Linked DNA regions of Mus musculus: region 1 is linked to region 2. A link is a contact called in public HiChIP or PLAC-seq data. All regions are on one chromosome and are shown on one strand. Each heading gives the region's core, a stretch centred on a gene start, on an enhancer-like site or on the middle of the called end of the contact. The rest is flanking DNA. Distances are from core to core; before and after follow the strand shown.

Evidence for each region. HiChIP or PLAC-seq counts read pairs in DNA pulled down with a chosen protein or histone mark.
Region 1: an H3K27ac HiChIP or PLAC-seq map of embryonic stem cells shows a contact between it and region 2, with 11 read pairs. The contact joins two enhancer-like sites. A contact is called at or near these places in 4 of 115 datasets of contacts at active chromatin or transcription factors (double positive thymocytes, embryonic stem cells and large pre-B cells) and 1 of 9 other capture datasets (adipose tissue).

What each region holds. Positions count from the first base shown.
Region 1 is chr1:36,985,404-36,989,626 of GRCm38.p6, reverse strand. No RefSeq gene overlaps it. Among named protein-coding and RNA genes, the nearest start is that of Vwa3b, 42 kb to the left of the region's middle. Within about 2 kb of position 2,251, at least 51 of the 459 cell types and tissues checked have an H3K27ac peak or open chromatin away from gene starts, as enhancers often do. A contact at or near this core is called in embryonic stem cells, where this site is marked.
Region 2 is chr1:36,801,737-36,806,171 of GRCm38.p6, reverse strand. It overlaps Tmem131 (transmembrane protein 131), which reads left to right. Exons shown (of 41, transcript NM_018872.2): 32 at 1,526-1,704; 33 at 4,220-4,347. Among named protein-coding and RNA genes, the nearest start is that of Zap70, 42 kb to the right of the region's middle. Within about 2 kb of position 1,776, at least 17 of the 459 cell types and tissues checked have an H3K27ac peak or open chromatin away from gene starts, as enhancers often do. A contact at or near this core is called in embryonic stem cells, where this site is marked.

The DNA.
Region 1 (4,223 bases), core at 1,002-3,501, 180 kb before region 2:
CTGGCCCTCTATCCCCAAACTCTCTTCCCTATACAATCCAGACATTTCAATTACCCATGCTTTTTTTTTTTAACCCTTTTGCCCCCTTGGCCGCTGTACCTGGTTCCCTGTCTCCCACTCCTTGGCTCTCCTCACTTGCTTCAGGGTCGGGCTCACTCTGAAATGTCCCAGATGTCCCTATCCCTGGCTTTGTTATCTATAATAAACTTTCTCCTTTGCCACACCTAGAACCAAGTCATGCCCTTTGCTTTTTTTTTAAATTTTAATAACACAGTTATTTTTATTGAAAAACAAATTATGCAATACATTCTGGTCATGTTTTCCATCCCCAACTCCTCCCAGATCCTCCCCTCTCCCTCTCTACCCAACTTCATGTTTTTTCTCTCTCCTAAAGAAAGAAAGAAAGAAAGAAAGAAAGAAACACACACACACACACACACACACAAAGAAAATCAAAACAAACCAGCCAAAGACTGATAAAGAAAAAAAAAAAAAAGCAAAATGAAACAAAAAGCGCTCCAAGTACCATTGAGTTCATTTTCTGTGAGCCAACTATTCCTTGCAATAATAAAAATATTTTTAAAAAATGTAAATCATGCATGTTGCAGCTTAGTCCTCAATGAAATGATGTTGGGAGCCAGTTGTTAAGCTTCAAACCTGGGACAGTTGGCTGAAGTGTCTACTTTACACGGCAAAGCAGAGCTGGTTCTCCCAGCATCCCTCAGTCCCTACCTGTTACAGGATACAGCTGGCATACCCCGTCCTCTACCCTGAACTGTACAGCCTAGCGGCCGTGCTGCCTTCCCCCAGAGGCTCTTCCCTATATAATCCAGGCATTTTTGGTTACTCTCCCCTTTCCTTTCTGCACTGTTCACACCTTTGACCTCCTGGCTGTGGTACTTGGTTACTTCCCCCTACTCCCCACCCCTACCCATTGGTTCAGGGTCATAACCACTCTGGACTCTCCCAGACGTGACTGTCTCTGGCTTTGCTCTCCTGGCAATCCCACCCACATCTATAATAAACTTCTCCTCCACCATGCGTAGGAACAGTCATGTCCTTCCCTTTTTATTTCTTTTCTTCACTCACGGATGACTGTAAGAGACCACGGGGTGCTGTTTTCCTCCCTAGCTGGGCTATTTGGTATTTGATTCCCACTATGGTTTGACTTCTCGATGGTGACAAAGGTGGCTTAAAGGACCGAATGAGTTAAGTCTCTGGGGAGTGTGATTGCTCTCTTGGGACTCAATTAGTCACAGTGAGAGTGGCTTGTTACCCAGTGACTTTGCCTTGCTCCTCTGGCCCTCTTGCGTGTTTGCCATGCGATCTCTCCCACAAGCATCTTCCTCTTCTACATGCTGCACTCAGCCCTCTGGCATGAGCTTTTTCTATGTAAGGGGAGACCAGCCAGTGTGGCTGTGACTTAGAGAGTGGACAAACAGATGGACTAAGCAATACTGGAGTTTAAGCCCTGAAGCTGTGTGTGGACTAACCCTCTTTATTTCAGGTGTTTTGTTATAACGACACAAATAAAGACATTGTTTTCACTTATTTTGAAAAAGTCAGCCCCTGCAAAACTTGATGCTTCTCTTTGTTTCCTTTCCAGTTAGTTACAAGGACAAGAAGCCATTTAGAGGAGAAAGGTTCATTTGGTTTACAATTCCAGATCACGGTCCATCACAACAGGAAAGCCAAAGCAGCTGACACAATTAACCACATCCAAGTCAAGACAGAGACTAAATGCAAGAATTCTTCCCCTCAAAGGGTTCTCTCCTCTTTATTCAGTCTAAGGCCCAGTCCTGGAAATGGTTCTTGTGGTTCTTTCGTACCTCAGTTACCTCAATTAAGAAAATTCCTCACAGACATGTCCATAAGCCAAGCTAATCTAGACAGTCCCCCCCTGTGAGTCCCTCTCAGAAGACCCCCGACTGTGTCAAGGCAACATGTAAAGCTATCTCTCTACTCCACCATAGCTCTCCAGCCTGCTGTAGCCCAGCCAAAATGGCCTTATAGTGGTTTTTGTTTGTTTACATTTTTGCCTTGTGGAGGCATATGAAATGTATGACCTTTTTCAGCCACCAGGCAGAGGAACAGGCTGTGTTGTGTCATCATGGCCTCCACATAGGCCAGCTTTGCCATCCGCAGAGACAGCATCTGATAATCCTCACTTTAATTGCAGTGCGAGCATTGGTAGCACCAGAAAAGTCCGGACTCTCCGCCCACATTCAGTTCCCTACTTAGGACTTAACAAGCAGCCACCAGAAAGTGAAGCTCCCAGGGTATGCAAAGCATTTCTGGGCACTTCTGGTTTTGAAACTGTGATTTGAAGAGGGCGGTTTCCCTTTTATCTGAGAAATCACCCCAAAGCAAGAAGGAGACTGAGAACAGGAACAGGACTCTGTCTTCAAAGAAATGAAAAGTTATCTGTAACCCCAAATCGAAACAGAAGAGGAAGGGCATCCCTTGGGGAATAAAAGTCAGGGCAGCCTCTGGAGAAACAAGAGAGAGTGGCCAGGCTCCAGACATGATCAGCAAGGACAAAAGAAGGAGAATTCCTCACAACAAAGACACACTCTGAGTTACAAAACCAAGGAGTCCATTGCGAACGGAAGAACGGAAGAACGAGCAAGCTCAAGATTCCCGAGTCCTAACAATAGGAAAGGCGGGGCTGAGAGAAAAAGGGCCCAGACAACGTCGGTCTTCACAGTGACATGAAGGCAAGATGTGGGGGAGCCAGCCTGGCCTCTGTGAAACCCTGTCTCAACAGGGTTGGTCCTCAGCACCCACATGACAGCTCACAACCTCCTGTAACTCTGTCTTCAGAGGGTCCTATGCCCTCTTTGGGCCTTTGCCACTGTACACACATACACGGTGCAGACATACAGGATCAAAATACCCATACACATCAAATAAAAATAACTTAAAAAGAAGAGGAGGAAAACGACACATTAGTCAGTTGTCAATCCTGGCACTACAGGGTAATATCAGGATCCAGTGAGTGAGAAAACAGCTCCTACATCCTCCCCCCAACTGAAGAGAGAAGAGGGGAGTTGTTTGTTATGCATGTTGAGGCGTATGTATCTATTCATAAGAAAAGGCTAAGACGTCAGGACTTCGAGAATGTTCCAGGCGGAGGAATCACATACAAAAGTGATAGATTATTTCTCCATCAGCAGAATGAGCCAATTCAAGCCAGATCAGATTATATTAAAGGCAGGTTTATTGGGAAGCTGCTTTCAGACGAGTTCACTGGCCCCAAAGACAAGGGCTAGGAAGTAACGGGGGGGGGGGGGGGGGCGGGAAAGAGAGAGAGGAAGACCAAAATGTCTGGCTTATATAGGGAAGAGCCTGGGGGGATTGAGGGGGACTGGAAAGTTCAGGGTTGGAGTCAAGGTGTGCCAGGTAAGGACTGTGGGATGCTGGGAGAACCTGGAGGCCAGGTCAGCTTTGATATGTAAAACATGTGCTTCCGTCCCTTGGGGGGTCGGGGGTCTGAAACCAAACAAAAAGGATCTGGGCGGAAGAATCAGGTCTATCAATCGCTTTGCTGAGGAGCACTCACTTTCAACTTGACACACAAATGACTTTCTTTGTTTCAGGGTTAAATCTCATTAGCATTGCCACAATAGGGCTATGCTAAGGAGACTTAGTAACAATCACTAGAGCCTCTCCGGTGTATTGCCTAGTGGTGCACAGCAGGACTGTGCAAGCCCGGAGGATCCTGTAACAGGAAGAGACTGAGGGATGCTGGGTCTTTATCTGTGTTGTTTGTTTCTAGCGTTCTATTGGAAGCTGCTCATTCGGTGCTAGAAATGTAGAGAGTGGCGCCAAGAAGCTGAACGGTTACCTTTAGTTCATTCAACGGCAGCATGTGCTAGCAGTTCTGGAACCTTCCTTAGATAGGCTAACTGCCTGTTTGCTGCGGTGGCTTTCTCAAAGTTCCTCCTATCTGCCACCATGAATGTTGTTGAATAATCCCCAGGACAAAGTTCCGAATTAGATGCCAGTGAGCATAAAGAGTGAAGGTGGCCAGGGCCCTGCCACCAAGGAGTCCTCAGCCTAGAGAGGACTGACAGGAAGCCACAGGGCCACATGGTGAGTCCAGGATCCTGTGACTTCTCGGACTCAGCTTCTCAAAGGCAGAAGTAAAGTTTGAGGGATGATGATGGAGGGCCACTTGGAGGAGATGTCACAGAGACACTGAGGCTCTGAAACTTACAGCC
Region 2 (4,435 bases), core at 527-3,026:
GTCACATATGTCTAACACACAATGGCACATAATATACATTGCCATTCCAAAAGGAAAGAAAGGGGGCAGAGTGAGAAATGCCAGGCCAAAGCAAGACCGAAACCTAACAAGGCAGAGTGTAACTGTCTTCCCGAAAACAGCATGGCCAGACCTATCACAGCTCTGAGCCTCCCCATGAGTCCAGAAGACTGAAGTACAAGGCAGTGGGTAGACTGTGACAGCGGTGGAGAGGAAGAGGGCTCTTGCAGTGTCCTGGAGCCAGAGTGCTCTGACTGTGCTGTGCAGTGAGGAGAGTGCTGCAAGCCATTACACCACCATAGGTGCTGAGCACAGCACAGTAGAGGCCAGTGAGGCTGGGGTGCAGCCCAGTGGGGAAGTCCTTGCCAAGCAAGGACAAGACTTTTGGTTTTCTTTTTTTTTTTTTCTTTTTTTTAAGATTTATTTTCTTTATGTATATGAGTACACTGTAGCTCTCTTCAGACACACCAGAAGAGGGCATCAGATCGCATTACAGATGGTTGTGCGCCACCATGTGGTTGCTGGGATTTGAACTCAGGACCTTTGGAAGAGCAGTCAGAGCTCTTAACCACTCTCCAGCCCTTGGTTTTCTAACTTTGTAAAAATATTGTTACTCTACCTTCAAACCATGCAAAACAAGCATAGGTCAAGTAAAGTAGGCTCTACTTTGCCAGCCCCTGCCAAGATTTCCATGCCCAGGTGAGGAGTTAGCAAGGCATTGTTTGAGATAAATTCAGAAGTCTGGATCGAAGTCAAGTCTGAAGTCCCTCTTTTCACTCGTGTGTTGAAAAGGGAGCCACACACACACACACACACACTTTTCAAGTGTGACCTCTGCAGGTCTGGGTGCTGCTGCTGAAGGCTCAGTTGGAGGTGGTAGAATCGGAGCTTTCCAGGCCTGTGTACAGTGTCAGCTCCATGCCGCAAGGATTGACTTGTTCAGTATTGTATTCCTGGCTCTTGGAACATGGCTAAGGCTATGCTGTGGTTGGCTCTGGGAGCATCTGGATCTCTTAAGTCACTAAGCTTTCTGTTTTATGCTGTCCTTAGTGACACTGTGTGGCCACTACTGTCCTAAGGGCTTTTTGTAATTCCTTACTTTAGCCCTGCAGATGATCTGCCAGGATTGGGCCCAGCTGGGGTGTTAGCAACCCCAGGTGATGCACCGCCAACACTCCATCTCCCAACACATGAGGCTTTGCCTTTCTCTGTTGCGACTCTTTAAAGCTCCATCACCTTTTGGCAAACATTTTCAGGCCAGTTTGCCAGATCTGCGGACAAACTTGCCAAACTGTATTGTAAGAGTATAGTCCATTGCACACCAGTTGTGTCTCAACAAAGTTGACTTTTTAAACAACCTCCTCACAAAGACAAGCCTGACAGGCAGCTGTAAGTCAAGAAGGAAAAATTGGAGACAGAGTCTAGCCGCTCCTAATAGAACTAAGAACAGCTCTATGTTTGAAGCTGTTTGATCAAGCTCTGTTTTTACTCCAATTTTCATCCCCAGGGAAAGGAAAGTCTCTCCAACAACGTAAGGCCAAGCCTCCGAAGAAGCAGGAGGAGAAGGAGAAGAGGGGGAAGGGGAAGCCGCAGGAGGATGAGCTGAAGGACGCTCTGGCCGACGACGACAGCTCCTCCACCACCACAGAGACCTCCAACCCCGACACAGAGCCACTCCTCAGGGAGGTATGTGGGCGTTCACAGTGGGGCCTCAGACTGCCTAGCTCAGTACACATTAATGTCTCCTGTGTCATGTCTCTCCTCTGAGCATGTGTCCTGTGTGTTCAACATGCCTGCACTCTCCCCTGCAGAAACCAGCCCAGCTCTGAGGCTGGGTGACTTTGTTCCCCCCACCCCCACCCCTGAGAAGAGCATTTAGAAATATTAGAAACTGAACCGCTGCTAAAGTTAGCGAGCAGCAGGGTAATTAGCATCACACTACCTCATGAAGTCTGTTCGTGGCTGTAAATGTCAAAGAGGAGAAGGAACTGGACCTATTCACTGTCTAGTAATGCTGGGAACAGGGCTCAGTAACAGCCCACCCCCAAGGCAGGGGCAACAGTGGCTCTCCCAGAGGGAGTCATGTAACTCGTCTTTGCTACTTTTTGGGTTCTTCTTTTTTCCACCCTTTGTCCAACCCTCACCCCTCATCCCCATTTTACCCCCTAACACTAGATAAGAGAAAAACAAGGATAGAGGAGAAAGAGATCTCTGAGCCTAATTTCTTTCCTTTTGTTTCTTCTTTGAACATGGCCACTAACAAACCACAACCAAACCTCACTAAACGACCAGTAACCACCCAACCCACCTCTCGGGGCCTTCGAATTTATGTTCCCTCTGAAAAGTTCCTGGAATTCCAAACACCATACAATCACAGAAATTATTTGCATCTGGAAAACCATACTTCTTCTAGGGCACAAGGCAAATCACGGTCAGCTGCTATGGACAGTCCGAGCAGCCCTTCAACCTTACACCTAGAGTTAAAACAGAAACATTCTTATTTTAAAACATTCTTTTTTAAAGAAACTGGAATATAAGAATTCTCAAAACTGTCACTACAGAGTAGGTTCAAGATGCCGTTAGTGGTCACTGGAACCAGAGCCCAGCCTAGGATACATGAGCACATGAGGTCAGCATCCAGCAGTGACATACCATTCAGAATAGTGCAGCAGAGCCCAGCATGCCACCACCACACCCCACCCCCCCACCACCACACCCCCACCCCCCCCCCCCCCCCCGTGCACGTGTCCAGCAGTGTGGCTTGTAAGTGCTGAGTGGAAAGGCAGGCTCCAACTCGTTCTTGTTTTAGGTGAGTGTGTTCAGATCTACACTGCGGATCAGAATCTGGCTTCTGGTCTCCATCTAACGGCCTAAAAAATCAGTTCACAAGCAGTCCCGGCTCTGTTCCCTGGGTGATTTCATGTTTCACATAGGATGCGCATGTCCCACTGTCCCTTTGCAGTGCCTTGCAGTTGGCCTGGTGCCCTGTCTAATCCCATTTCATTTGTAACTTGTGCTGGAGCATTGGACTTAGTTCCCATTTTAGCAAATGACTAGAGAAGTATAGCATCTTCTGGCAAGCCGGTACTGAGACATATACCCACAGCACGGGGAGAGTACTGAGACATATACCCACAGCACGGGGAGAGTACTGAGACATACATACCCACAGCACGGGGAGAGTACTGAGACATACATACCCACAGCACGGGGAGAGTACTGAGACATACATACCCACAGCACGGGGAGAGTACTGAGACATATACCCACAGCACGGGGAGAGTACTGAGACATATACCCACAGCACGGGGAGAGTACTGAGACATATACCCACAGCACGGGGAGAGTACTGAGACATACATACCCACAGCACGGGGAGAGTACTGAGACATACATACCCACAGCACGGGGAGAGTACTGAGACATACATACCCACAGCACGGGGAGAGTACTGAGACATACATACCCACAGCACGGGGAGAGTACTGAGACATACATACCCACAGCACGGGGAGAGTACTGAGACATACATACCCACAGCACGGGGAGAGTACTGAGACATACATACCCACAGCACGGGGAAGAGTACTGAGACATACATACCCACAGCACGGGGAAGAGTACTGAGACATACATACACACAGCACGGGGAAGAGTACTGAGACATACATACACACAGCACTGGGAAGAGTACTGAGACATACATACACACAGCACTGTGGGGAGAGTACTGAGACATACATACATACAGCCGTATAACCTCTACTGGATCAGTCTTATAAGTAGAGACCAGGTTTTACTCACGGTACTTTAGTAAGAAGCTACTAATTGATGCTGCCACTGCCCACTGCACATAAATGTAATCTGAATGACTTTACACTTAAGACTCATCAAAAGACGATTACACTAAGTTAAAAACAGCTAAAACATTGATAGAGGTTCAACAGATTTCAAGAAGGGAGTTTATGCGGACAGCATCGTACTGTATACACCTGTAAACCCAGCATTCAGGCAGCCCAGACGTGTGAACATGGATTTCAAGGCCAAGCCTGATTTACACAGAAAGCTACAGGCCAGCAAGGAGCTCTGCAGTGGGGCTCTGTCATTCCTCAGGCTGCCGTGTATGGCTGTGTCTTGGGTTATGGTTTCATTTCCATCATCTTGCTAATCCTTCTGAGCACCTGCATCTGTGTCTTTACAGGATACAGAGAAGCACAAGGGGAGACCAGCCGTGCCTGAAAAACAGGAAAGTGAACTGTCTCAAGGGAAGCCCAAGAGCAAAAAGCTCTTAAACGCTAAGAAAGAAATCCCAACAGATGTGAAAGGCAGGTAAGTATCGTGGGGTTGTTGGTGGGAGCCAGGCATTGCTCCAGTCACTTCTCTAAGGGAGGGTGTGAGCAGCAGAAGCCATGCACTG